Regions from separate parts of the Oryctolagus cuniculus genome. Here all the other regions are linked to region 3. Evidence: chromatin contacts called from public Hi-C and Micro-C data. All regions are on one chromosome and are shown on one strand. The core of a region is the stretch at or near the end of the contact, and the rest is flanking DNA. Distances in the headings are between cores, read along the strand shown. Region 1 has its middle 160 kb from the start of FGGY. Region 2 has its middle 140 kb from the start of JUN. Region 3 overlaps FGGY (FGGY carbohydrate kinase domain containing).

The links. A called contact is a pair of places that touch in the nucleus more often than the background predicts.
Region 1: a contact with region 3 is called in a Hi-C map of an unstated tissue, with 2.1 times the contacts expected there. The contact joins two enhancer-like sites. A contact is called at or near these places in 2 of 6 Hi-C or Micro-C datasets (psoas muscle and an unstated tissue).
Region 2: a Micro-C map of ear pinna shows a contact between it and region 3, with 4 times the contacts expected there. The contact joins two enhancer-like sites. A contact is called at or near these places in 3 of 6 Hi-C or Micro-C datasets (ear pinna, psoas muscle and an unstated tissue).

What each region holds. Positions count from the first base shown.
Region 1 is chr7:113,878,221-113,880,999 of mOryCun1.1, forward strand. No RefSeq gene overlaps it. Among named protein-coding and RNA genes, the nearest start is that of FGGY, 160 kb to the left of the region's middle. Within about 2 kb of position 1,406, at least 4 of the 8 cell types and tissues checked have an H3K27ac peak or open chromatin away from gene starts, as enhancers often do.
Region 2 is chr7:114,122,636-114,125,714 of mOryCun1.1, forward strand. No RefSeq gene overlaps it. Among named protein-coding and RNA genes, the nearest start is that of JUN, 140 kb to the right of the region's middle. Within about 2 kb of position 1,471, at least 7 of the 8 cell types and tissues checked have an H3K27ac peak or open chromatin away from gene starts, as enhancers often do. A contact at or near this core is called in ear pinna, where this site is marked.
Region 3 is chr7:113,262,544-113,265,634 of mOryCun1.1, forward strand. All of the region lies in intron 14 of FGGY (FGGY carbohydrate kinase domain containing), which reads right to left. The region is part of intron 3 of LOC138850643 (a long non-coding RNA gene); the gene reads left to right. Among named protein-coding and RNA genes, the nearest start is that of HOOK1, 95 kb to the left of the region's middle. Within about 2 kb of position 1,733, at least 2 of the 8 cell types and tissues checked have an H3K27ac peak or open chromatin away from gene starts, as enhancers often do. A contact at or near this core is called in ear pinna, where this site is marked.

The DNA.
Region 1 (2,779 bases), core at 156-2,655, 620 kb after region 3:
CTGACATAGTTGGCAAAGGGCAGAGCCAGGATTCGAAAGCAAGCATCTAGTTTTAGCAAGCAGATGCTCATTCAGATTGCTCTGAAATTCCTCTGTTCTTAGTGATAAAATCTTTCTTATGCCTGATGAATCTTCACTCCACGTGTGAATTCTGCTTTGGGCTGGAATCGCGAAGGCTTTGTGAAACCCAGAAGTTCATGCATGGATTTCTGTAAGTCTAGTAAGCCCTGGAACTGTAAACAAGCTTTTCTGGTGTGTGTGTGTGTGCGCGCGCGCTTTAGCATTTGTGTGTTGCTTTTCTGAGGAGTGGTGGCAAGGCCTTTTGACAGATTTTCAAATAGGTCTTTGATCTAAAAACACATAGCAGAACATTGCCCTAGAGCAGTGGTTCTCAAAGTGTGATCCCTGAGCCAGCCTGCTTCCCGATACTTGTTAGGAACACCAACTCCCAGGCCCCATGCCAGACCCAGTAAATCAGAAATCCTGGGAGCGGGGCTCAGAAATCTGTATTAATAGGTTTTCCAAGTGATTCTGCTTTGTGTTCAGGTTTGAGAACTATGTCCGTGCCTACAGCAGCCTACGCATGAACGATGGAGCAACAAGATCCGCTCCTGGTCTGGGTGAGATTGCACAGTGGATGTGACATCAAGCAGAGGATCACAAAGCCTCAGAAGGCTGAGATCTTTGGGTATTGTCAGGCAGGAAGCACTGAAGCCTGCGCTTTGAACTGTGCCAGTGTTTCAGACAAGGCATTCGCTGAAAGCATCCGTGCAGCTCAGAGCAGGCATCACTGGGGGATGCTGAGCTCTGGCCTCGCTGACTAGAAGATGCAGGCTGCAGACTTAGCAGCAGCCCCACAGCGCCTCAGAGGCCAGCCTCTCCCCTCTCCCACACAGCTTCCTCTATGCTGGACTTCACATATCTTGTGTCATCCAAGGTACACAGACCTCTAATGACATTTCAGCAGAGGATCATTTGTCTGGGCTCCCAAGGCAGTTAGTATCCACTGATACCCTAACCACCCACTGTGAGGCACCAGGGCCCCTGGCCCAGTTGACACAACAGCTGTGCAGTCTGGGTAGGATTCCCCCTCCCCCCTGCCCCGCGATGCTGGACTTTCCCCACATCTTCCTGGAAATATGAAAGGTTCCAGGATCCACCTGCAGTGCTTGTGATGGGAAGGGTGGGGGTTCATGGGCCCGGTTCCCCTCCGAGAGCCCAAGCTGGGCCTCCTCTGTTCTGCTAAGTCACAAAGCTGGAAAGCACTTAGGGTAGAGAGAGCCTGTGTCTGCTGGTCGGCTTGGAAAGGTTCTGGGAATTCATTATGATCTAAACAACTATTCCAGCTATTCATGTGACTCAGCCCCCGAAATCGGGATCTTCCTGGGTCCAAAGAGCCCATTGCTGCTGACTCAGGGCTGAAAGGGCACCTTGTCAGCCCTCCTGGGCTCCCCGCTCAAGCTCCTGCAACCGCCATTCCCAGAGGACCCCAGAGGGAAGCAGACATGGCCGTAAGCTTCTCGGAGTGTCCAGTTTCATTTCTAAACAAGCAGCCAAGCTCCTCCACTTACAACTACACACTGCACACATCTGTCAGTCTGCTGCACACTCTGGAAGTGTGTGGAGGGGAAGCAATCAGAAAGTCACTCACACATCACATACTCATGCACACACTTAGAACATGCATGTCCGTCCCGGACCCACTGGGCGTCTGGCTGATAGCTAAGGACTCTGAGCCAGAGAGGCAGGGGCTGTGTCTGCCCAACCATTCAGCGTTCTGGCAGGGAAAACGCATGAACAGACATTGAGGAAGTAATGGAAAAAGTGCTTTAGCAGAACAATAGAGTGCTTTGAGAATGCTGAGCGGCAAGTGGCAACCCTTGCTGGCATTCTTTAGCAAGGAGCAAAATTCAGAGAGGGTAGATAGAAATTGCTTTAGTCTATGAGAACTCGAAAGAGGAGACAATGCCAGCAACCGACATGGCACAAGACAGAACTTTCTGGGAAAACAGGAGAAGGCTTTCAGAGGCAGAAGGGCAAGAAGACCAAAGTGGTGAGCTTTACGGTTCGCCTGGTGGTTTGTTTTTTCTTTTTAAACTTGAAACTGGTGGCTTGGTTTCTCCAAAATAGTCAGCCACTCAAACTTTGCTCCTTCATCTGAGGGAGAAGAGGGGAGAAAGAAAAATCACATGCCACTGGATGAAAATTAAAGACATTTTGCATGTATGATATCATATCTCATTAAACACTAAAAAATACACACACATAGTAGGTATTGAGACATAAGAATTAAGTAGGCAGCTGAAGTACGGCTGAGCTGAGATTAGAGCCTACATTTTTAGGATATACACACTAACTGTGCATGTAGTTACATAATATGACAAAACACTCATATCCCATTTTATAGGCTGGCAAATTGAGAGCCAGGCAGCCTCTCCAAAGTGCAAACAGCAGTAAGTGGGGTAGCAGGACTTCAGGCCCAGGTCTGTCTGAATTCTACATCTAGACCCTTCCCCTCAGACCAGCCTGGCTTTCTGTTGGTGGTATTTGTTTTCTATTTTGAGATCAGATAACATCTTCCTTTAGGATCTATAATGGGTCTTGAAAAAGCTTGTGGAAAATGGATATTAGGAATAAACTATGCCTAAATTTCAAACTCTGTGCACCAAAACACACTTAGAATTTTATGATTTATTCTATTTATTTGAAAGGCAGAGTTACAGAGAGAGGTAGAGAGAGAGATAAATCTTTCATCCACTGGGTTCACTCCCCAAATGGC
Region 2 (3,079 bases), core at 221-2,720, 860 kb after region 3:
GTCTTTATTCACCTGCTTAGAAATTCAAAGTACTTTTTCTACATTAACTCCTTCAAGCCCTACAGACCCCCATGAGGCAAATCTTATTGTTAACACTGGATAAGGAAAGCCAAGCAGAGAACTTCAGTCATTTATTTAAAGTTCACAAGCAATAAGCATTAAAGCCAAGATTGGAAGCAGGGCAGCTAAGCTCCCAGGCTAATACACCTAGCACAACACCATACTGACTCGGAGTATGCAGTCAAGGCACGGTAGGCACAACTGCAAGACAGAAGCGACAGCCCCATGACAAGTGTCAGCGACCACAGGCTACAGGTACCCGGAGAAGACAGGATGGAGGGGGTGGTTCTGCCAGGAAAGGAGGAAGGCAATCAGGGAAGCTGCCTGGAGGAGGTGACCTTTATCCAACTTCTAAAGCTGCCTGGTGTTCCTCCGTGTTGATGAGAGCTAGAGAAGGGAGGGAGGCATTCCCTGTAGTTGTCACTGAGGCAGGCAGGGGTCAGGCAGCTGAGACTTCACCACCGCAGCCGAGGACAGAGGGCGGCAGGGACACCAGGCACCACTCAGCATGTGAGCCTCCAGGGTTCTCATCTGATATCTGATAGGGGATAATAACGCCTGCCTTCTGAAGCTATTTGAATATTAAATGAGATAATGTGTGCACACTTCCCGACCCAGCGTTTTCCCTCTTTCTTTATTTACCTCTCATAAAACTATTTCCCTCAGTAAAAAATTTTAATGGAGCTTATGTTTTACACGGAGGCACGCAGTCGCATTAATAATCCTGAGTATCACGATTAGTCATTCATAATGGTAATATAATTAATAATAATGTTAATTGCCATTGATGGAGGGCACTAAATGCTTAATATGTATAATCTCTATTTATCTAATCTACTCCACACAGCATATCTTAGAGATAGGTATCATTATCCCCATTTTATAGATGAGAATAATGAGGCAGAGGGAGATTAAGCAATGGGCACAAAGGTCACCGGGCACGGGTACGCAGAAGCAGGTCTGCCTGTCCAGAAAACTGCGGGACACACAGAGAATGCCCCGTGTTTGGGGATCCTGTGGGTCGTGGCGAAGTCTCTATGCCTTTTTCTCAGACCCAAAACAAACACAAGAGGTTCCCTAACGCGTTGGAACACGAAAGGCCCGCCTGAGGGAGCCAGGGGAGGGGCCAGGAGTCCCTCTGTGGAGGGCGGGGCTCGGGTGGCCCCACGGGGCCTTTCCCCCCCAACACAGCCAGGCGCCACGGTCTGGACTTGGCCCGCACCTGGGCCGAGGCGGAGGGTCAGGTGCGGCCAGAGCAGGCCCGCGGGGGAGCCGCCCGTTCCCACCGTGGGTGGCTCCCGGGCAGCAGGGAGTTAACCTGCTATCTGTTGGGAAGGCGGCCAGGGCCCTCCTCCCTGCCCGCCTTTGCTCTGGGGGCCGGGCGCTCTAGAAACTGAAACCAGCCGGCCGCCGGGCCGCCAGCCGCAGTGGGAGCCGGCCCTGGCCTTGCCTTCTATGGGGAAGCCCGCGAGGCCGGGGCGGGGCCGCAAGGCCGCGTCGCCGCCGAACCCCGCCCTGCATGAGCCCTGGGGGCGCCCGCCCAGGGTGCACGTGCGCTGGGGTCCCCCGGCCCTGCCCTGGGCACCGGCGGTCACCCTGGAGCCGCTCAGCTCCTGAGCTGCGCGTTCTTTGTACTGGAGAGGAGTAATGCAAGACCTGGGGGTTCCGGGAAGAGCGGACAGGATCTGACCCCTCCCCAACTCCCGGGGTGCTCAGTACAGGGTCTGAGGTCCAGTGTCCTTGTGGTCGCTGCTGGATGGGGTGGGCAACCTGCCTGGTGCGCTCGACAGCTCCAGTCCCTCAGTGTCCACGAGCAAGCGGAATGAGATGAGGGGAGGAGAAATATTTAGAACAGGAAGCCACCCCAACTTAACCAATGCCATAAATACTAAACTGGAGACTTCAGAATCACCTGGACAACTCAGAACCCTTTTCCCCCCAAATACTTCAGGGCAAACTTTTTCTTTTTTAAGTATAGCTTAATTTGTAAAAACCCATCAGGGTTTGGAGTCCCTGCCTTTGTTCGTATTCAGAACCCCTTACTCCATTGATCACAGGGTGTAGAGTTTCAAGCTCACTATTGATTTATTTTACTCTCTAAATCAATGAAAACCCAGAGTTCATTCGGCAAATATTCAATCCATATTCAACACGTATTTGCCGAGAGCAGGCTGTCTGCCAGGCTCTGTGCAGGCCCTGGGGGGATGGCCCAGAACAAAGCGAGCAAGGACATCCTGGTGGATTTGCTGGATTGCCCAGGGAACATAGGAAATGAACAGTCCGACTGACAGGAGCCCAGGGGATCCCCCCCCTCCAAGGCCAGCGAGCGGAGACGCCCTGTCTTCCTGCGGGGAGTAGACAGGGTTCAAAACCACACCGACGTGGCTATGGCCTCCTCTGTCGGGCCGCACTTAGAGAATCGGCACACCAGCACCTGTACGTACACCGCCGTGTTGCTGGTATGCATCCTAAGAGGTGCAGGATACTGAATATGTAAGGCCTCTTGAAGACAGGAACGGAAGGCCAGCATCCAGGAAGATCTTGAGGCCCTGATTCCTGCCTTTGTGGCCACTGTCGCCTGCCTCACCCGTGAGGAACCAGTAGCAGAGCAGCCCAGAGCGCGGGCTCTGAAGCCAGGCTCTCCAGAGCTAACTCCAGCCTTAGTCCTCACTCGCAAGCCAGGTGCTTGACCCCTGGGTGCCTGTGTTTCCTCTTCTCTAGAGTGCTCTGAATAAGGCCTGCTTTACAGAATTGTGATGGGTGGTAGAGACCACGCACTCTCAGCAGGTGGCAGGCATTCTGAATGTAAGCTGTTACTATGCCACACTATTTTCTGTGTCTCCTACTCCCTCTACCTGGAGTAGCCCCCATCCCATCCCTTTGTCTGCCTGGAGAGCATATAATTATTAGTGCGATTTCCCCTTCTCTGGAGAGCTGGCCTCGCTTTACTTCCTTGGAAGTGATTTGATGCTGCTCCTTCTGTGTTCCTGCAGAGCTTTCATGGCCTTGTCCAGCCCTT
Region 3 (3,091 bases), core at 483-2,982:
GTGCCTCCACTATTTGGCTACAAAATCCTCAGAAGAGATTGACTTCTACAGTTTCAAGTGACTAGTTGCATTTTAATGTCCTGGGTGGGGGGAAGAGTTGAAAAAAATGGGGGGGGGGGCTTTAAATAGGAAAGGCAAAGTAAAAACACATTGTGTTCACACTGTGTGTGAAGTGCTGAAGACATCAAGTCTCCCAATAACCCTCTGAGGTTGTGATTCATCCCATTTTACAGAGAAATGAACTAAAAACGCAGAGCAGTGAAGTCCTAAAGTGAAGAAGCAGCTAGAGGGTTCTTGACATCTGCCTCTCACTTGCCCAGGGCCAATCCAGATACATTTTTAGAACATCTCCACAAATAATGATGGAATTACCAAGAACATCTGCACACACAGAGAAACCCTTCTACTAGCCTGGCATGTTCCGGTCCAAGCTTTGGGTAAAACATTTTACCTTCCCCGGTCCTCACTGTACTCTTGGACACATGAGAGTCTACAGCATTACCATCCTGAGACATATAGCTTCAAGAGCAGAAACAGTGTATAGGGAAAGTGTCCAAGAAACCTGGACAATATAAAGAAAGAGATTCACAGATGTGAATATATGAAGATCAAAAACTCCCATTCAAGACATTATAAGCAAAGGTAGATGACAACGGACATAAGAAAGTCTTCCGTATATATGACAGACAAAAGACGGATACAGAGTAGAAGAAGAATTCCTTGAATTTAGTGAGGAAAATATAAGCAAGCCTACAGGAAAAGGAAGACAGCATATTGACAAGCCCTTAGCAGAAAACAGAAATTTAAGTAGCTGATTGGATAAAAAAAGAAAATGTAATCGGAGAAAGGCAAAGGAAAAAAACAAAGAGCAATCACTGTTGGTCCATTAGGTTGGCAAAAACACTACATGGCCGGCAATATCCTGTGTTGGTAAAGGCACTGGGACAGCACTGGCAGGAGTGCAAATTGGAGACAGCCCTCTGGCAGGACACGTTGGCCACAGTTAACATTTTAAATGCATACATCCTTCCATCAGAAATTCCATGTTTCTGTGTCTTTTCTGTATCTCTCCAAGAGAAATTCGCATTCCTCCATGTGAGTCACTATCCCAGCAAATGACCCTTGCGTCCCAGCTGTAGCTGCCAAGCACTGGAGTCTACCTCGATGTCTAGCAACAGGACAGTGGTTGGACAGATTTCTTTGATAGATGAAAACTCTGGAACTACTGTTAGTATATAGTATACAGGGGCAGCTGTACATGTTTTAGTGTACTCCAAAATATCTTGCAAATGGGAAAAAACCTGAGCAATCTCTACAGCATCATTGTGTGTGTGTGTGTGTGTGTGTGTGTGTGTAATATTTTGTCTGTGATTTTATTAGGAAGGTTAAGAGGATGGACAAAATGTGTAACAGTGATTATCTCTGGAATGAGGGGAAGTTCACATCTTTCACCTACATTCTAAGTATCTTGTTTGTATCTGAACAGTGTAACTGTATTCTTGTCTTTTTCAGTCATTTAAAGAATGTCAATCTGGCACCAGAGCCAGAGTCCCTTGCCTGGTGCTCTGTGTGACCTACTGTTCACCCTGGATTGAGAGACACACTGACCGAGGGCTGGGATCAGCTTAGGAAGCTGCCTTTCCCTTGGTGTTTCTCTCTTTCTTCGCACTCACATACCTCAACACGCAAACACACAGAATTGTTCCTGTCTTGTGCACAGCCTCACTCACAATAACCACGGCATATGCTGGTTCATAGCCAGAGACCTTCTGAATTGTGAACCAGTGTGATTCTGGCCATCTTGATAAAACGTGCACAATCACACTCTAACACAACCATGACAACAATAACAAATTGTCAGGCCCCATGGGCACAAGCCTTGATCTAAACCGTGGGGTCCAGTGGGCACATACGGAATGTGAAACCCCTTAAATAATCGCTCTGCTGGCCTGCAACAATCAGATGTTCCTTTAGCCTTAGCTTTCCCAAGGCATAAACTATGTATTCAGGGGAAAGCAAAGTCAAATGACTCATGACAGAGTTTGTTTTTAGTATGAATTATTTTTTCTGGCTCCTTGCTTTTAAAGACATATCATTTTCAGATGAGCTGAAGCAAGGACTGCTGGGAGCTAGGCTCACAGACCCAGCCCTTCTGCCCCTTCTCAAAGCTGTAAGCAGATGCTGTGGCAGAGCGTTTGGTTCCCATTATCATCACTCCCTTCAAGGACTCCTCTTTTTCCTTTCAAAACTGCACAATGGCAGCCTTGCAATAGCTGGTGGTATAGTAGAAAGAACATTGCATTTGGAGTCTAAGAGGCCACAGCTTTACTTGCAACTTTTCCATTTACTACTTATGTGATGCTGGGAATATCACATGGCTTCTCCAGGCTGCAGGTTCCTTGCACATGGAATGGGAGGGATGAGTACTGTGCTGGATTATGGCAGGGATTCAAGGAGGTAATCTCAGCAAAGTGTCTGCCCCACAGACCACACTCTCGGAGCCTCTATCCCGACTGCTTGTGGGAGACCTGGGCAGCAGGTATCCCAAGAAGGCAGGCAGTGGTGAAAGGCTACAGGGAGAAACACAGCAACTGTAACTTTCTTTGTATTTATCATGTGCCAGCTGCTGTTCTAATTGCTTTCCCTGGACTATCTCCTTCATCCTTAGACGTAACCCTCCAAGGTACAGACAAATGGGATCCACATTTCACGGCTGATGACATGAGGCACAGAGAGGGTAAGAAACCTGACCAAATCCACCCAGCTGGTGGTGAGTGGAGGATCTGGGGTCTGAATGTTTATGGCATGGCTGTAAAACCAGAGTGGGGAGAGGAAAAGTGGGCAGATCCAGAGGCTCCTTGAGTGGAATCCAGGACAAAATTCCATCACAAGTAGGCAGCTTTTCAGATCACTCTAGCGAAACACACAAGGGTAAGGAGGAGGGCACCGGGAGAGTGTTCAGCCAAGCCTTGCAGGAACATAGGTGGTGGACAGTCAGAGCCCTTTCTAGGGTATGACAGAAGAGAACAATGTCTTAATTTCTTAATGTCCTCCACAGCCATACCACCCTGAACATGTCTGATCTCATCCT